Regions from separate parts of the Zea mays genome. Here region 1 is linked to region 2. The links are chromatin contacts, called in public Hi-C maps. All regions are on one chromosome and are shown on one strand. The core of a region is the stretch at or near the end of the contact, and the rest is flanking DNA. Distances in the headings are between cores, read along the strand shown.

The links. A called contact is a pair of places that touch in the nucleus more often than the background predicts.
Region 1: a Hi-C map of tassel shows a contact between it and region 2, with 2.5 times the contacts expected there. The contact joins the promoter of LOC103647597 here to the promoter of LOC100191472 in region 2. A contact is called at or near these places in 2 of 25 Hi-C or Micro-C datasets (bundle sheath and tassel).

Annotation. Positions count from the first base shown.
Region 1 is chr2:200,258,535-200,265,246 of Zm-B73-REFERENCE-NAM-5.0, reverse strand. It overlaps LOC103647597 (Ycf49-like protein), which reads left to right and starts at 4,423. Exons shown (of 5, transcript XM_008672107.4): 1 at 4,423-4,818; 2 at 4,920-4,998; 3 at 5,280-5,348; 4 at 5,700-5,842; 5 at 6,084-6,300. The coding sequence starts at 4,580. The coding sequence ends at 5,807. LOC100193061 (DEAD-box ATP-dependent RNA helicase 7) reads right to left here and starts at 4,520. Exons shown (of 14, transcript XM_008672106.3): 1 at 3,823-4,520; 2 at 3,247-3,381; 3 at 3,013-3,153; 4 at 2,811-2,922; 5 at 2,513-2,583; 6 at 2,274-2,428; 7 at 2,079-2,190; 8 at 1,664-1,765; 9 at 1,529-1,589; 10 at 1,276-1,447; 11 at 1,089-1,185; 12 at 906-1,000; 13 at 690-823; 14 at 27-490. The coding sequence starts at 4,335. The coding sequence ends at 276.
Region 2 is chr2:200,121,059-200,127,967 of Zm-B73-REFERENCE-NAM-5.0, reverse strand. LOC100191472 reads right to left here and starts at 3,126. Exons shown (of 1, transcript NM_001367458.1): 1 at 1,133-3,126. The coding sequence starts at 3,096. The coding sequence ends at 1,213. LOC100282633 reads right to left here. Exons shown (of 9, transcript NM_001155541.1): 4 at 6,716-6,834; 5 at 6,478-6,638; 6 at 5,035-5,144; 7 at 4,844-4,943; 8 at 4,397-4,520; 9 at 3,916-4,310. The coding sequence ends at 4,182.

The DNA of each region.
Region 1 (6,712 bases), core at 3,174-5,673, 140 kb before region 2:
ACCAAAGGAGACCGAGTCAGCATCCATGTCAAGTTAAAACAATAGGTTTATAGCTTTACTTAGTAATAACACGTTGGTTGATTTCGAGTAGATAAACGCGAATTCTTGCGTTGGCAAAAATGTGTGTCGTATTCTCGTTGACGAACGCTAACAAATAAACAAAACCCGATACAATTGCAGCCAAAACTGAGAATATTCCCTCCCCCTCTTCCTCAAAACTACGTCACTGAAACGTCCGTTAAGATTGCAGCAGCTTCTAATTCCTCCTGTTAAATCTATTGCCGCCGCCTCCCCCTGCCGCCACCACCACCTCTGCCTCTTCCGCCACCACCGAAGCCGCCCCCACGGCCACCACCAGAGAATCTCCCGCCACCTCCACGGCCAAATCTTCCTCCCCCCGAGTTGCCTCTTGACTGCTGCTGCTGCTTCTCTTGCAAGGGTGGCAATTGCTGGACTTCATCAATTGTCACCTGTGCGGCATTCTCCGAAGCTGCAGGATCGATCATGTATGTAGTGTTTAGAGTGGTGCCCCATATGCAGAAAAGTTATCATAGACGGATTTTAGAAAATGGTACCGACACCTCAGCTGCCTTATTTGAATTGCATAACAAGAGAGAGGATTCTAAGAGCACATCAGTAAAATATTTTCATGCTTAATTATTTCACGAACAAGAGAAGGTCCATTATACCTTGAATGTAATCTTCAACATCTGCTGCAGGAACATCAAATACAACCCCCGTTCCATCAGCCGTGAGGGTTGCACCCTTTACATCTGCAAGTTTCTCTTCTGGCATGAACCTTTTCAATATAGTAAAAGCAAACCTGCAGGCATAAAAGGATTTCCATTTAATCAGAAGATCAGATGACCCTCGTGAACCAGAAGCACAAATTACCAGTCACTTACCCAGGTGACCACATCTGTCTGCCAGTTTGAAGATGTAGTGTAGCGTAATCCTCCATTGAAGACAACAATGACCTTTTCTTTATGTCCGTGTAACCCTAAGGTACATATTTCTGTTAGTTACGGAGCTGCCAATATCTAGAGCAGAGCAGAAACCTGGAAATGTAGAACGAGAAAGCAACTTACAACTGCCTTTGCAAGAGCTTTGGCAAGCAAGTCAGCCGCAGACAGAGTGGAAGAGCTTAGCAACTGCTCTGCTTGCTGCCTGAAGACAGGAATAACACTGCACGGCATCCCCCATCCACATGATTAATGACAAACCAATATACAAAAGAAGCATGCTTGTCCCAAAATGATCGTGGAAATATCTTACCTGTCTGACACACTCGCAATGGCATCTGCAGCTTCACTGCCAGCAGATTGTGCTACATCAGTAGGTTGTGGTGCAGAGATATGTTCGAACTTAACCCCAGATTCCCTTTCTAGTCTGCTGACACTGTACTTATATCTGGGCTCATAAAGCATGACAGCAACACCAGTATTACCTGAAAATCAAATGATTCCATTAACAGGAAGCAATTATAAACAATACTATACAAAAATAAACATGATAATATTTAGCATACCTGCTCTCCCTGTCCGACCTGACCGGTGTATGTAAGCTTCAACGTCACGGGGAGGTTCACACTGGAAGGTTTTAATGCAAACATAAGAACTTAACCTACCTATTAGAAATTACTCAACTGCAAAACAGGTCATACCTGAATGATAAGCTGCACATCATTAATATCCAGACCACGAGCCGCCACATTTGTAGCAACCAAAACCTGGAACTTCCCGCTACGAAATCCAGCAAGAATGACCTAAATGATCCAAAAACACATCAAATATCTGCACCTTGTAAGTTGCAACTTCTATAATGTGAATGGGAAAAGGATTATAACAAACAAAATTTAAATAGAGTATAACAGTTGATAGCGTCAAGTTATAAAGGATTAGAACATTTCCGATTTTTAATGGTATACTTTACTGGTGTAGTATTATACATCAGCATGAATTATAAACACAGTACACACATACCAATAACATTCAGAAAGGCAATGTTATACAGACAGTATTGTGAATTAATCAATTGTATTATCACATTGATATGTGACCAAAGAAGAATTCACATACTTCACGCTGAGCTTGCACAACATCTCCATGCAAGGCACGGGATCCAGGAATCAAACCAGAAAGCTCTGATGCAGAATCCTTCGTCTCAGTGAAGATAATGGTTCGGCCTCCACTGAAGCAAAGAAAAGTTTAGCAAAGTCAACGAAAATCAAATGGCATACTGAAAAAAGACAACCATTTATGGGTAGTACATACTGGCTGTAACATCGGATAATATCTGGAATAAGTTGTGCCCTTGCTGCCTTGTTACAAGGAAGAGCAAGGTGCTTAACAGATGCACTGGCCTTCAGTTTCTCGTTACCGACAAGATCAACTGTTTTCCTGTCAACTTTCAGAAACCTCATAGAGAGCTACAATAATTCCAGATCACATTTTCAGCTCACAAAACACTGGAAAAATATTTAAAATAGAGAAGTCATATAAGATGGTCTTACCTTATTCACCCAATCTGGCAGAGTGGCACTGAACAGAAGTGTCTGTACTTTGGTAGCATCTTCTACCTTGCCTGTTCATATATATATTAGCAGGAGTGATTAAATGCATCAAACAGAAAGCTAACCAACACTGTTAAATGCTCCATTTGAAAACCATGTTAATTGATCCATTTAAAAAGCAGGTGGCTAGTAAATAAAAAGGTATAAAGAAAACAGTTAGCTCATTTGTACTCATTTATGTTGTAAAAAAAATTGTATATAAGAACCTGCAATACTAGAAACTGACAAGTGAGCATACCAAGAATGAGCTCGACATCATCAACAAAGCCCATGTTAAGCATCTCATCAGCTTCGTCAAGGACACGGAACTTCAAGCATTTCAAGTTGAGAGTTCCTTTTACAATAAAATCCTGCACAAGTAATATAGCATGCATAAGAAAACAAGAAAATGAGCTCACGATACAATGGGTTGGAGGTATCAACAAAGACATGATAATCACCTTGATACGACCAGGAGTTCCAACAACAATGTCCACGCCTCTTCTCAATGCCATTTCTTGAGGACGATAAGGTGAACCCCCATACACACAACATGCAGAAAGCCCAAATGTTGCACCATAAAACTCAAAGTCGGCATGCACCTGAAGTTCATTTTAATGATGCATTTATGTCAAAAAAAAAACATGTGCAAAAGATTCCAATTTCTTGAATCAGGTACAGATGCAAGATTTTACCTGATTGGCCAGCTCTCTTGTTGGTAGCAGAACGAGAACACTTGGGGTCCTGCCATGTTCAGTCCGCCTAGATGCCTTATTTGCCCCGTTAACCAAAGATTCCAATATGGGCAAGACAAAAGCCAAAGTTTTTCCCTGTAGGAAATAACATTTGTCATACAGGTTTTCAGAGAAATATACTATAAAAGAGCAATGGTGTTCCTCATGGCCACCACTTGTCAAGTACATCAAAATGAGAAATTCAGGGAATTTCTTGAGAATATTTCTATCCAGCACTTACATAATCATAACTCTATACTGAATATAGCTATCTGGCAGAAACACCAATTCACCTCCAAGCTATTGTATGCATTAATACTGTTCAGACAGAGCAACATAATGCAACCATCTTTTGTTCAAAATCAAATTCTACTTGAATTCATTAAGACACAGAAAAGTTTCCATGTCGCTCATCAAGCAAAGCATTCAAGTGTACGAGCAGGAACAGTCTGCTAGCAATTCAAAGAGCTATGCATGCCAAGTAATAAGGACTACACCTTGTAAACAAATGAATCACAATTCGGAACGGCTTCTCACCTGACCGGTGCGCGCTCGGCCAACCAAGTCGCTGCCGTCGAGTACGAGGTCGAAAGTGGTGGCCTGGATGGGGAACAGTGCCTTGATCCCCTTGGACCTGAGGCTCTGCCTCAGTGGCTCCGATATCCTGAAGTTCGTCAGCGCGTTCGGGTCCGCGGGGTCCTCGTCGCTGCCGGCCGTGATCTCGCCGTCGTCATCTGAGGCTGAAGACGAGACCTCGACATTCTTCTTCGTCTTGTCCTTCTTCGCCTTCTTCGCGGTGGGGGCTGTCTCCTCGGAGCTGGTGCTGCTCTTCTCCTCGCCAGATGATGCGGCCGACGGGAGCGGAGGGGACGGCTCCTTCGCTTTCCGCTTCTTCTCCTTCTTCTCTTTCTTCTTGGCCGAAGCAGCCTCCTCCTCTGCCTCCGCGGCGGCGGCGGCGGCAGCGGCTTTGAGCTGCTTGCGCTTGGCCTTCTTGGAGGCGGAGTCGTCGACGGCCATGGGCTCCACGGCAGCGGCGAGGGCGGGAGACATCACAAGTAACGGGCGGTGGCTGCTGATAGTGGCGTTGAGGACTGGCGGCTGCGAGGGGAAGGCGCAGCCGGAAAAGAGGGGGAGATCGGACGGGGGTGCTCCAGTATTTAGATATGCTGCGGAAACCCTAGTGCAGCGCGTGAGGGGCACGTGACCGACCGCAAGACAGGTTCGAGTGCTGACGTTGCCACTGATATTTTTGACCGTTCACGGACGGTAGCGCTAGCGCCAACCTCCGGCTCCAATGGCATCCCTCCGGCTCGTGGCAACGCTAGCGCCCTCCGGTCCTCCGCCGCCACCTCGACGTAAGCAGCGGAGACCGTCCTCCGCAGTCCGTCTGACAGGTGGGATGGGCCTGGCGGCAGCTGCTGCCGTGGCGGCGGCCGCGGCCGCCTCACCACCGGCGCTCGCCGCGCTGTCCGAGCCGGCGAACGCGCTCTCGCTGCCCACCTGGGCCGTCCACGTCTCCAGCGTCGCCGAGTGGTGCCGCTTCTCTCTGCTACCGGCTAGCAACAACTGCTTCCGCGCCTGTAAGCTCTGTGAGGAGTGAATGTCTGAATCCCTGACGGGGATTTGCGTTGCAGGGTGACGGCGATGTGGCTGGTTTGGGACTACGGCGAGAAGACGGGGCTCAAGGGTTGGAAAGGCCTCTCGTGGGGGATGGTGAGCGTAAATTTCGTCGTAGCTAAGATATCGTTTGCTGAAGAAATGTGTGGTGGTTCTTCTCTATCCCGCCTGTAGAACTACAGATTGCGATGTTTTAAGATTTTGTCGTAGAAACGGTTCACTTCAGTGTCGTCTTGAGCAGAAGAAACTTTTATGTATTTCTTCTATTTGCAGAACTTTGCTATTTAGGGAGTTCATATGTTCATAAATTTCCAACTGTTTTGACACTGCTTATGTTACGTTTTATTGACTGACAAATTTTCATTTCTGCCGAATAGGTTCCACTTCTAGGTGGAGCAATGTGTGCTTGCACGTGGCATTTCTTCTACAATTCAGAGTCTCTTGAAGTAAGATATTTCCTTTGGGTTAAAAGTGCAGTTTCGTGTTTGTTGTTTGCTGATATGATTATCAAACGTATCTGTCCCCAATTTTTATGTTCTTGATTGTGAGATGCCATTGTGTTCCTGCTATGAATGAAACATTGATTAGTGTAGACCAGCGACTATTTTCAGATATTCTTTTCGCTGAGATCCTTATGCAGTCATGTTTTACTACTTCTTATGATGACATAATTATTACACATGTTAACCCTTCGGAGTTTTCATGAAAATAGACAAAAGTACAACCCAACATTTGAAACAGATCTTCTGCTCGTATTGTTTGCCTTCGTGATAATGGTTTTCTTGCTTGACCCACAGGTTCTTGTAGCCCTTCAAGGTGCTCTGACAGTGGTTGGTAACATAACAATGTGCATAGCTGCATACCGCATATTCAAAGCATCCCAGGAAGGCTCAAAAACTTCGTAGGCTGCAAGATTGGATCTTACAGCCGGTTTGGCAAGGTGATGAGATATGGAGCTTGCGTTTCTCTGACATGGATGAGAATGGAGAACTATTTGATTGTTGTTTTTTTTTTGGCCCATTAGATAAAAGTTTATTGGAAAGGACAACCTTTCACAGCAATATGCATCCTCTGCTGTAGTATTATTTCTCAGGGGCCAAGATAAAAGACAATGTCTGGAACTCAAATCATGTTTCACTGCACACTGCACTCAGGAAGTCAGGAATGTTCTTTGTTTGTAGGGATGCTCAGCCGCATTTGAAGATTGACGTTGCTGAGAGCCTGAGACGATGATAGGAGAAGATACAGATAGCCGGTCGGTTGGTTTTACCTTGTGAAACAGTATGATTGTGATGGAGTTGAAGAAGAACAAAGTTGCGTCTCTCCTGTAAATACCTGTGATAGTAAACCCTGAATCCGGTTACAGTTTTAGACTATCTCCAGCAGCCTTTTATTTTACTCTTTATCGTACTTTGTATCAATGATTTCAAGTCGTCCGAAGTCGGGCTGGTCGGCTATTTGGGCTCGATTAGCTGGACGACTCGACTAGATAGGCTGGTCGTCTTGGTCGTCCGACTAATCGTTGATTAGGGCGATTAATCGCCCGATTACTGTTTCCTTGTCATCCTGGCTAGGGTTTTTGTTATTGGGCCATTTTCAACCCATCTACAGTATACTTTGGACTACCCTCTCCTCTCCTTGCAATACCTAGCCGCCAAACAGTGCACTACGTCTCCTACTCTCCTCTCTTGCTAGCTCGACTGTTCTAGCCCTTATTCACACTTGGTCGCCGGTGGCTGCCCCTTCAAACCTATAGCTCATCGGCGACTACATCATCAGAGGGTGGTGTAGAGCTACATCATCAGCGGCT
Region 2 (6,909 bases), core at 1,877-4,376:
AGAAAGGCACAGAAGGCGTTTGCATGCGGTTGTCGAAAAGTGGATGGGAGAGGGGGCGTGGGGATGAGGGAGGAGAGGGCATCGGGTTGATAAAAGGAAATATGAGGGAGGTTTGTGCAAAAATGTCACACAAGACGACAAACCATCGAATCGTTGAAACCGATCCTTTATATTAGTAGTAAAGAAGAGATTATTTAACCATGTCAGCATAGATGTTTTATTATACACAAACATAAACTTCAGATACACATATACATATTATCATTCTCAAACATAAATGCCACCATTATTGTCATACCTTCACAACTACATCCTAACACAAACTTTAGATACACATATAGGTACCATCATATATACTAATTATAATTCATGTTAATACAGGAAGTGAATGGACATGGATCAAAATGTATCTGAAGTAGTGCCATTACTCTACATGATTAGTAGCCTAACCTAAGAGCCATCCAATGTGACATCTTTCACATCCACGACACGATCTCTTGAATAGTGTGGCGACGACGGTGGCCTCAATCTCCTGGTCCAACACGAGCGCAATGTCGCCACCGCGGCGGATGGCACGCTCAGCCTCTCGCGAGGCAGGACGGGAAGAGCACACCGGAGGTGGCCGAGGGGTCATCCGAGAACGCGAGGTCCAAGGTGCCGTCGGAGAACAGGAGGTAGCGGGGATCTGTGCGATGGACCAGCAGTGGAAAGTCGACGAGGTCGACCCTAGTGGTGTCCTTGGTTCCCGCTGCATGGAAAGCATTGACCATGTGGCCGGCGCCGACGGTGAGGCAGAGGACGCGAGGTAGCCTAACTATTAGCTAGGGGTGTTCTAAATCTGAAGCTAATATATTATTCTTATAAGCTAAAAATGTTATTACTACTCATATCCCTTTACCTGATAAGCTGGTAGGTAAAAACGGTTAGGGGCAATTTGTCACCTATTAGCCGGTTTTAGCTGGGTTGAGGTAGCTAACAATTAACAACTATTTAAGGGTATAACTAACAATTAGCTAGTCCATTAACTAATATGTTCTAAACCTCTCAGCTAATTTTAACTGACTAACTATTAGTTTTAGAGAGGTTTTGACTAGAGCATTACCTTAGAACTTCTTTGCCGTGGAGCGTATGTGGAAACGAAGAAAGTTCCATTTGGAAATAATAACACTCACAGTGCGGGACGCTGTGATGACTGATGACCTATACATACGACTACAAATCAAAATACATGCTATTTGTCATCTCTTCATCCAACAAGCTAATAACATCCAATACAGAACCTGAATGATCAAGATCTTGTGCACCTGATGCAAAAACCTTAACAGCACCTTGGACTTCGATCCAGCTACAACCAGGTGTCTTCTTGATGCCGTGCTCAGCCATTGCTATTCGCACTTGCTCAGCCTGGTTCCACTGCCCAGCGGCACAGAATAAGTTGGACAGCATGACATAGCCCACGTCTCCCGCAGACTTGGTCGCTACCATGTCTTCCATCGCCTTCCTCGCAACCCTGAAATTCAGGTGTTCCAAAGAGCATGCGCTAAGCAGAGCTTCACGTATGTCACTGTTATGTGCCCGAATCGTTTCTGAATAAAGATCCAACATCTCCATAGCCTTTGTAATGTTCCCTGATCTTGCATACATGTCAAGAATGCAAGACAGATGCTCTGGCTTTGGCTGAATTCCATGAACAGACACCATTGACTCGAAGAAGCTTTCCCCATGCTCCAGAAGACCAGAGTGGTTACAGGCTGTGAGTAAACCTGCAAATGTCACCTCATCGGGGCAGACTTCATGGGATTTCATGCTGTCGTACACCACCAGTGCTTCGTTGGCCCATCCATTTATTGCAAATCCAAACAACATCGTGTTCCATGAGACCAGATCCTTGTTGACGATGGCACCGAACACATTAGTACCACCCTCCACATCCCCGCACTTGGCATACATGTCCATCAAGCTGTTGGCCACGTACAAGTAGGCCGCAAACCCACTTCGGAACGCCCTACAGTGGACCATCCTTCCACTTGCTAGAGATGCCGCAGTAGCACAAGCATGCAGCACACTCCCAAATGTGAAGTCATCTGGATGGATGTGTTCGTGTGCCAGCATCACAATAAATAGCGCGAGTGCTTCATCAGCACAGCCGTTCCTTGCGAGGCCTCCGATCATCGCAGTCCAGGAGATGACATTAGTCTCAGGTACACGTCTGAATAGAGAAGTGGCTTTTTCTACACAGCCAAGCTTCATGTAAGAATCAATCAGTGAATTCCACGATACAATCGTCCGCACCTCCATGGACTCAAAGATCCGCACGGCATCGTCAAGCAAACTGAATTTACTATACAGGGAAATCAGGGAGTTACTGACCTCGGCCATTGCACTCCATCCACTCTGCACTGCAACCTTGTGAATTGCAGAACCAGCAGATGGATGGGCCAGCTCGGTGCAAGCATCAGCGAGAATGCAGAGTGTTGCCCCATCACAGGCCATCCCCTCCGCCCGCATCTTGTTGAAGAGAAGCAAGCACTGGTTAGCATTGCCACTGCGCGAATACCCCATAAGCAACGTGTTCCAGGCGACATTATTTCTGTTGGGCATTTGATCAAACAGTTCCTGTGCGAGCATCAGGTGGTCTGACACGACGTAGGCATGCAGGAGCGAGCACCAGGACAGCGCATTGCGCTCGCGCATCTCACCGAATGCGCGCGCCGCGTCGTCAGCGCGGGCGCACTTGGCGTACATGTCGACGAGCGTGTTGCCCACTGGGAGTAGCGCCCGCAGGCCAGCTCGGATGAGGCGGGCGTGCAACTGCGCTCCGGCGACGGGGCTTCGGAGTGCCGCGGCCGCGGAGAGCGCGGCGGTGAGCGAGAACGCGTCGGGCGCGGGCGCGCGGGAGAAGAGCGTGAGTGCGTCGCGCGGCTGCCCGGCGCGCACGTAGGCGGTGAGCATGGCGTTCCAGGCTACGGCGTCGCGCCGCGGCATGGCGTCGAACATGGCGCGCGCGGAGGCCGCGTCGCCCGCGCGGCCGAGGGAGGCAATCCGGGAGGTGGCGGCGACGAGGCCGGCCGCCGAAGTGCCACCCCCCGGCGCCATGCTCTCCTACCCCGTGCAGCAGCGCGACCAGCAGCATGTGGGTTTAGGCTCATCGAAGAAGTCTGAGTAGACCAGAGAGAGGGGACTGATGAGAAAGGTTGCGCAACCAGTCCAGCGGCATGTGGGCTTAGGCCAGACCGCCAGGCGCCAGAGAGAGGGGACTGGCCGACTGGGAAGAAAGGTTGACTGTTTGTGAGCCTGTTTGTTTCAGCTTCTGGCAGCTTTTGGCCACCAAAAGCTGTTGCGGACTGCTAAACACTTAGATTTTCAGCCAGTTTTTATAAAATTCGTTGGGGCAAAAACCATCCAAAATCCACATAAACACATAATCGGTTAAGTCATTGTAATAGCAGGAATCCATCACTTTCTAGATCCTGAGTCCTATGAACAACTTTATCTTCCTACACACGTAGTCGTAATGATACTCAGATTCTCCCCACAGCCAGATTCTCCTCACAGCCAGATTTTCAGAAAAGCTGGTCAGAAAAAAGCTAAACCAAACAGGCCTTGTGTTGTGTTTGTGTGAGCTGCCGTCCAAGTATAATTAATTTTATACCATAGCATATATCAAAATGTATATAGAAAATATATACTTATTAGAAAAGCTAAAACGCCTTACTATAATTTGAAATAGATAGAGTCGAATTTTAGAAGACCAAACATGATAAAAAAAATAGAGAGGTGCTTTCTGCGTTACTCCCTCGGTTCCAGTAACCACCTCTGATTTAAAAACCAAAAATTGTATTTAATTCCCTATATATCACTGCATCGATAAACGTGTGTAGTGAGATGTGCCTTATATTATGAGACATAAACAAAAAATGATCACGGCTTATAGTATGGGATTGACTAGCAAGCGCACTGAAAGAAGAAAAAGGGAAAAAAACCAACCTAAAATTCGCTAAATACAAACTCAGGCCCTTTCACAAATCGTGCATTAAATGATACTAATACATTTGTTATGTAATATATACACAGCATAATCCGTATACAAGCAAATTGGTGGAAATGGGCAATGATTTCCACAATCGTATATCTTTGCTTTATGTAAACTGTTGTTGAGCAAGCTTGTTGAACATGCCACTTCACGCAGATATTAGGCCATCAGGAAATGTGAATCCCTCCTCTCCATTTACTGATAGAAGATTACGGCACGCATAGAAGACAGCCGAGTGGAACCCTGAAGGGTTGTCTATGAACACAAAATGTCCACCCTGCAGCACATGACAACTGAAGTTTAGTCCTGAACCAGTATTGTAAAATTCGTGACTATGTAACACTGCCAGCATGAAAGTTTTACCTGCGGCACCCTGATTATTTCACAAGGAACTTTCATGTCCTTCCGTGCTTGCTGAGCGCCTTGGTAGTTCATCCAATCTTGCTGCCCATATATGAAAGTAGTCGGCACTTTCCAATCGGACGCGCTGTTGCAAGTTAGAGGACAGTAAAGAATCACTATACATCACAGAGACTCCATTGACTCCAAATGAAATGATGCTTTCATTGACATTCAGAATGCTTGTTTGGACAACTTGTTGCATCTAGAATTAACCGTCCCAATTGACGTGATAATATAATTTCCACATGAAAACTAATTTACAGATATCATGCAGGCTCACATCGCTGCTCTTGGATATGATCTCTAAAATGATTGAATTCCATGACTTCAAGAGACTAATTATTGTAATTGTGCATGATCACTATCAGAGAACAGTTATACATAATTAGATAAGTATAAGAAGCTAACCACTGCAGAAGAGGTTTCCTTGCAAATGCCCCGAAGGAAAATATATATTTCAAGCACAGCTCTCCACTAGCTTTGGCAGCTAACGTATGGTACATATAATCTTCACACAAGATAAAACAACTATAAGGTTCAGTTGCAACTATAGCAAGAAACAATGCATTTACTGGGTTAGTTAACCAAAAAAAGAATACCTGTCATCAATGCCGATTCTTCATCTGTTAGTAATTCACCAGTAGAACTTGTACCAAACCTGGCACTGGTATATCTCTGTACTAGACCTGGACCCCAAGGACCCAATCCCCTGTTTGAGACAAACAAACAAATATAAGGACAAAATGTAGGAGCACCTACCCAAAAAAATATAAGAGCATTGTTCTTTGTTTTTGCAGCAAAATTGCAACAAAGCCTCACATAATTTTCCCATTGGAGCAATTGAGCCCCTCTAGTATGATCTGAATATGGCTGGCCCCTCTACTCTGTTAAAGTAGCCCATGCCATATGCGGATATGCCCATTTTTAACCTGGCCAAGTGGCCATTATTTGCAGCAGCCAGCAGTCGCATATGTGACTGCCATGTCAGAACATAAGATGTCTATGCATGTTGACTACAAGGAATAAATAAAATAAAAAATGACAACTTATGCAGTTCTTATTTTAAATTCCAATATGCAGCGGGAATTGGTAGGCACCTAGGCAGCTTCAAAGTTGTGACATGACACAGCATGAGTTTAGCATCACTTAGTCTTCTTGAGAAGTGACAAACACTCCTCCATAACCTCTGCGCAGGCCCCTGTGAGCATCCTTCTTGTGCTGCTCAGGTCTTGGATGCAAAACAGTAGTGATATGCATATGCTCAAGGGGCCTCTGAAGTGTGTAGTAATGCAGATGGAAATGCTCAGAAATGTTAATTTGAGCCTGACTGGTGTAGGTGTTACTTCGGTTTCTTTCACACATTTGAATGCAACTTTTATTAATGGAGATTAATGGACTCAGCTCGAACTGGGCAGGTGTTTCCAACTCGAACGCAACTTCAAGTTTTTCTTTGAAGTTTTCCATGTAAAGCCATGTAAACTTTGTCTGATGTGGAGGTCACGACTGACACCACACGTTTACCAATTGAAAAGACTAACCATGCTACTCTCTAACCTTAAGGGCAGGTTGTTCCAACATTTAAATCCGAATAATAGATTCTGTTGCAATGCCATCCTATTTATATTCCAAATACCCCCTCAGTTCCAAATTGTAAGTCATCTTAATATTGTCTATGCAGGAATCCCCAGAAAAAAAACACACAATATTAACATGTACTTATCCATCCATTCCAAATCATAAGACGTTTTGCTACGCACTTATATATACACTATGTCTAGATACACAGTAAAAATAATGTACCAAAAAAAAATCTTACGATTTGGAACAGAGAGGGTACAATACAAAATAAATGGGCTATAAAAATATGTTTATGTATTTTTCTATAAATTTGGACAAAGATATTAAAGTTTAACTTAGGACAAAGCAAAACGAATTACAATTTGGAAATGGAGGGCAAAAAACAAATAAAAAGTCACATGAAATTTTAATTTGTAATATGTAATGCTTCGAAAAAAAGCATAAGTGCAATAAGCTTAGACTACCTAATAACCCTTTGGGGAGTAAAATTGGACTCCCAAAGACGATTCATTAGCATGCCTTTCCATGTTGCTCGAAACTTGGTTAACCACTCAGAGCTATGCTCTGTTTCTGATGAGAAGCCAGCAGGACCAACCAAAATCAACTGTTGAACGTGTTCAGGGTGCTGAAATATGACTGAGTTGTTAGTGATGATTGGCATAAATGGAGACACTTGACCCGGTAGATTGTTTAGGATCATACCTTTAGCGCATATTTTGCAGCAACATATCCTCCAAAAGAGTGACCAAGCAATATAAAATTACTGAGGTTCTTGGCCTTGCGCCACTCCTCGAAAGAATCTATGAACCATGCCTCAGTTTCTGTTTACAAACACACCATAAGAAAGGCAAAATAATGTAACTTGTCACTACACCACTCATAAGCATATGGTAAGA